2 separate regions of the Drosophila melanogaster genome follow, and region 2 is linked to region 1. Evidence: chromatin contacts called from public HiChIP or PLAC-seq data. All regions are on one chromosome and are shown on one strand. The core of a region is the stretch at or near the end of the contact, and the rest is flanking DNA. Distances in the headings are between cores, read along the strand shown.

Region 1 (2,700 bases), core at 162-2,661:
CTGAGCGAGCGAGAGGGGCGAAGGCGAACCAAGACAGCTGGCAGATGTGGCCGTATCAGCAGCAAATAGTCATCGATTCATTCCGCCTCGTCAACGATGCAAATTTCCAAAGGCCTGAAATATCATAAGCATGAATTAATTATAAGAGTACTCTTCTTTGTAGTTTCCAAATCAGTGGAGTTTAAAGAAAACACACGCGTACGCACTTGAGCGTTAAATGCCGTAAATCGATCAAGGCGTATCCCTCTCTCTCCTACTCTCTATGACACTGTCCCGGCTAACTGTAATTAACTGTAATCCAGGGTCGTTTACTTTAAAGGGGGCTTTTATGGCCGCCAATAACACAAACTATGCATTATCCTTTCGGGTGGTAATCCTTTCGGAAGCTGTGTGTTGAGCGAACCTATTATTAGAGCCATAAATCAGCATGAAATGAGCAGTGGCAGCGAAGTTGGAGTTGTAAAATGGAGATGGAGATGGGGCCAAGCCCTGTCTCGCCCTTTCTCTACTCTCTCCATCTCACTCTCGCGCTCTGTGCGTAGAATAATGGGTAGTAAGAATAAGTGTGCACACAGAAAGAAAAATTGCTATACTTTCATGAATTGCACTGTTATTCATATTTCTTTTCAATTGATACCGGACAATCCAAAAATCTATTATTGTGCACACCTTACATTTTATTAACGAATTAAGACCCCGCGCAATTCCAGCTTCATTTCCTCTGTGTGGCCAAGGCGGCGATTGATTGCCGTAGTTTTTGGAGAGATGACGTGAGCCAAAGGCAACAGAAAAAAAAACAGGACCAACGGCACATAATAGTAGTGTGTAGTTGTAAAGTTGTAAAATACGCACGTCGAGAATGAGAGAACGAAAAATGAGCCGCTGCCCTGTTTTTCTTCACCTTCTTGTTACCAACTAATTTGAACTGCACCATTTTTCGGTCAACAATTTCTAGTGCCGGCTAACACTGATACACCAATACATACCCAGGACTCGCAAAAACACGCGGATGGCGCATAAATTCGTGTGAATTTTATTTTAATTCCGCACTTGCAATCGCATCCCGTTTCTTTTGTCGTCCACCAAGCACATTTTTACACACACTCGCACACACGCCGCCAGGAACCGTTACTTCTGCTTTGCACGCCCTTCGCCGTTTTCCGTTTCTCCTTCCGATGCTGTTTCGCCAAACTACTCACTCACGGACGCATTTTTTACTATTAAACTATTTTGATTGTTGAAAATCTTTGCGACTGTGGTATGGCACCACATTAACTCGAATTTAAAATTGAGCCTTAAATTTGAGCGGACCCTGCCGCGGCAATACAAATTAATAGAACAAACTAAATTATCATCCCGTGATATCTTTTATTTTGGAATTTTAGTCGGGATTTTTTGATATTATGGCCACGCCACGGCGTGCAACGCTGCTTAAATAACCTTTTTCGCCTGGCTCTGTCGAACCAACCGCATGCAACCGCTCTCTTGAACTTAAAAGCGCTCATTTGTTTGAAACAACTTGTGTTCGACGATTCCTCGACAAAAAAAGAAACAGTCATTAAAATTCGCACAAATGGCTGAACTATTTAAATAATTTATTTAATTTGTATTTTCATTTAAAGTTTTGGTTTTAAAATAATTTTTATATTTCCATTAATTTTATTACTTATTGGTAAAGCATTAACAGCAACCAAATTTTTTTCACTGGCGTAAACAACTGTTTCCAGTGAATGGCAACAATACAGCTGTTTTGCACAGAGTTGCCACTATGTTCAAATGAGTTATTACCAGCGGCGGAAAACTTGTATCAAATTTATAACAAAAATACAATTCTGCGTTAATAAAAATGCCCGGGGACACGGAAAACACAAGCACTGACACCACCAATGAACACATCGACCTGGCCTTGTACCGGCAGCTGGTCAAACAATTCATAGACATGGTAAGACAAAAAAACCAAAAGCCGGCAAGCAGAGCCTGAGTGCAAATTCAATTGCATTTTTAGCGTCGCTACTCCACAGCGCTTTTTTGGGCAGAAAAGGTGGCCGTGCTTGGTGGCCTGGAACCCAGGGATATTTACTACCAGGCGCAGTGCATGTACCTACTGGGGGAATACCATCGTGCTGCTCACACAATACAGCATCACAAGCTAGAGAAGAATTCACTGCCATGTTTTAACCTACTACTGGAAAGTCTCTATGCGGCCAAGGAGTTTACCGAGGCGGCCAATGTCATCCAGAATGTGGAGGTGGAAGTCATGACCACATCGCTGATCAACCAGCCCGTTGATGCAAGCAGTGGCTGCTATCTGGAAAGCAACAGTGTCTTTGGTGGCGAGGAGAATCACAGAAATGAACTGCTCTCATCCATTTACCTAATGAAGGGCAAAGTTTATGAGGCCCTGGACAATCGCGGCATGGCAATGGACTTCTATGTTCAGGCCCTTCACAAATCCATATACTGCTTTGAGGCCCTGGAGGCGCTGGTTCAACACGAAATGCTGATGGCTTGGGAAGGTGAGCATGCACCTACTTTCTGAATACAGTATAATCTCAACTTAATCATTGCAGAGTTTGAGCTAATGCATCATTTACCGCTGGCACAACAATCCAGCGAAGCTGATGCCAAGTTTATACTAAAACTTTATGAATCTCGCCTGAAGAAGTACTACGAGTTGATTTCCGCACGCAATGCTGAGGA
Region 2 (2,948 bases), core at 332-2,831, 500 kb after region 1:
GGTGGTGCCAAACATGCTCTTATTCTCGGTCACAGTTTGGCCAAACAGACCTGTGCTTGGTTGGGCAGTGCTTCCAAACAGGCCACCACTTGCAGGCTGAGCGGGCTGAGTAACCTGAGCTCCAAATCCAAAAGCTCCCGGAGCATTCCCAGCCTGTGGACCCTTGCGCCCGCACATATAGTCTTCCAGGCGGAGCTCCTCCAGAGATTTGCCCTCGAACTCCTTCATAGCCGTGATGCAGTGCTGCTTAGTGTTCACACTATTTGCCTGACCGCTCTTCATCAGGGTATCTGTACCAATGGTTGGCTGGTACTTGGCCACGGCCGTGCCCGTATTGACTCCGGAAGCTCCCACGGCCGTAGCCTGAGGTTGGGCAAAGGCGGAGGCGGTGCCACTGCCAAAAACATTGGTGGTTGTAGGCGCCGACGTCCCAAAGCCTCCGAATCCTGTTGTACTGGTGGCGGCAGCCGGTTGGCCAAACAAAGAGCCCGTGGGCTGAGCAGCAGCTGTTTGCCCAAAGGCCGTCATAGTCGGCTTGGCGGCTCCAAAGGCGGGTAGCGTCGATTGTCCAAAGAGGGAGGTGCTTGCCGCCGTCTGGGTGGATCCAAATATGTTCGAGGTCTGTTGCGGCTGCGAGAAGGCTGCAAAGAAGAAATTACTAAATTAGTAACATGATACCACTTCAAATGATCGTGTCTAACCTCCAAAAGCCGTGGGCTGAGCTGTGGCAGTGCTTCCAAATCCCGTGGACGTGTTTGCCCCGAATAAGCCTCCGGCGGGCTGAGCTGGTGTGGCTGCCGCACCGAACAGTGACTGCTGCGCGGGTTGGGCGGCAAAGGTGGAGGTGTTTCCAAAGGCCGGTGCGGCGGGTTTGCCAAATGCCGACTGGCCAAACGGAGTGGTTGTTGTGGTGCCGCTGAATCCGCCAAAGCTGGTGGCCGCCGGAGTGGCTCCGAAGCTGGGTTTCGCGCCGCCAAACATTTTGCTCGCTGCTGCTGCTCAGATAACAAACATATACTAGGTAGATCCCCTGCTTTGTCCTTCGCCGGAATGCCAACTATCGCGATGAGCAATGCTTCGATTTCACCACGTTGGGCAAGCTGGGGCGGCTGCGCCGGATGCGAAGGTTGTGGGACCGGACAGGCTTAGCTTAAAACAAATAAACACTCGCGAATTTGTCAAGTCAGCAGGAGTCGACCGAGTCTGACGCAAAAAGTGGACAGAAATGGCGCGCCGATTTTTTCACGATGTTGAAGAAAATGCAGCCAAAAGTGTGACCAAGGCGTGAAATCGCATGCAAAAATACACTGTAAAAAAGCAGGATACAACTGCCAGGCGCATAACTATTGACCATAACTTATTTATGGTCTTAATAAAATTTTTGCTTGGTGCCTCCGAAGCAAATTTACTATGAATGTGTGGAAAATGTATTTTATAACTTGGGTTTCTCGTATTTTGTAGGTAAGCTCGATTTTCACATTTTTATGTGACCGTACTGCGAACAAAGTGAAAACCCATTTGACATCAACGGTGTGAACACGCTGTAAGGGGCACTCTATATTTGATATTTTCGATTGGGAACAGTACGGTACTTCTGGGCATCGAGCACGCTCATTCACAACAAACAGTTGAAACGCGCGGGTTGTTTTCCGAGAGCGGTTATTTAATTAATTGGCAACTGTCACACACGAGTGTGTGTGCGATCGAGTGCGTGTACATGTGATAATTAGCTGAGCGGCAGCGGCCAACTCCCAGCCCAAATACAAGTCGAGAACAAAACGAGCGAAAAACGGCGCAAAATGCATTTGCGGAGCGACAATTTGTGCGGAATGCTAGCTTTTGTGCAATAATTATTTATTGGTTGCAATTGTCCAACCGGTGTGCTTTTCGTCGAAATCTGTAGCGAAATCGGAGGCGAAATGCTTGTGTTGGCGGCATTGTGAAAACGAAATCAAAATTTCAACTACGTGTTGCTCTTTTGCCGTTGCCTAATTTAATGTCTTGTTGTTTTTATTTTCGCAAACGAAAGTCCATCGCTTTGCATGTGTGAGTAGCGATCGTTTGTCGCCGTGTTGGTGGTAAAAGTCGGCGCAAAAACAACAATATCAGCAACAACACTAGTAGAAGCAACAACAACGAGAAGAAAAGCCTTCAAGATGAGTGTGTGGAGCGACTGCAATGCCAAGCAGGCAGAATTCGGCATTGGTAAGTTGGCAATGCGGCTATTAAGCCGATAAATTAGGTAGAATATGGCTAGGCAGGAATGTTTAAACAAAGTGCTTTGTAAACAACAATAAAGGAAAACTTTATGAACTGTTGGGCGCTCTTTTCCAGAGCACACCTCATCTCCACCCCCACCTCTCTCTCTAACTCTCTCTCTTATTTCACCGCATGTGTGTGCCTCCTGCTGCGTTGCTACGGTAAAACTTGTTGCACCTTCTCGCTTGCACACGCTCACTCGGCTGCTGTTGATCCTCCCTTTCCCGCTCTCACTGTGTTGTTTCGTTTTTCATTTCATTTCATCCTGCTCAGTCAACACTAGCATAAAATTCTGAGATTTGCTCTTGAAACTAAAACCTGTTTTCTATTGTCTCTCTCGCTTTTCATACTGTCTCTGTCTCTCACGTGCAACTGCAACACACTGCCAGAAAAAAGGCCTGGTACACATAAAGAAATTTTATACAATTAATGTAATTTTACATAAACTTAAATCTGAAGTACTACAACATTAGTACTACAACTTTTACGTATTTACGGGTGTGGGATTTGAAACCTGGTCTTTGTAAACCCAAGGCAAGCTGCATCAAGCTGACAGTAGAAATGTTTATTTTCTGTGTACACTGTGAGACAAATCCCAATTCAATGGCAGTGACCATGAAATATCTAATCGCGACCCGCTTCGAATGCGTGTGAATTTTTTATGGATCTCGTTTTGTTGACCTTTTCAC

What was found. HiChIP or PLAC-seq counts read pairs in DNA pulled down with a chosen protein or histone mark.
Region 2: an H3K27ac HiChIP or PLAC-seq map of the Kc167 cell line shows a contact between it and region 1, with 3 times the contacts expected there. The contact joins the promoter of mbc here to the promoter of orb in region 1.

What each region holds. Positions count from the first base shown.
Region 1 is chr3R:23,279,445-23,282,144 of dm6, forward strand. orb (oo18 RNA-binding protein) reads right to left here and starts at 1,412. Exons shown (of 10, transcript NM_001275941.1): 1 at 987-1,412; 2 at 1-114. Cdc16 (Cell division cycle 16) reads left to right here and starts at 1,757. Exons shown (of 6, transcript NM_058049.5): 1 at 1,757-1,942; 2 at 2,006-2,516; 3 at 2,571-2,700. The coding sequence starts at 1,847.
Region 2 is chr3R:23,780,184-23,783,131 of dm6, forward strand. It overlaps mbc (myoblast city), which reads left to right and starts at 1,582. Exons shown (of 14, transcript NM_057796.4): 1 at 1,582-2,205. The coding sequence starts at 2,157. Nup98-96 (Nucleoporin 98-96kD) reads right to left here and starts at 1,438. Exons shown (of 9, transcript NM_142930.3): 1 at 702-1,438; 2 at 1-641. The coding sequence starts at 981.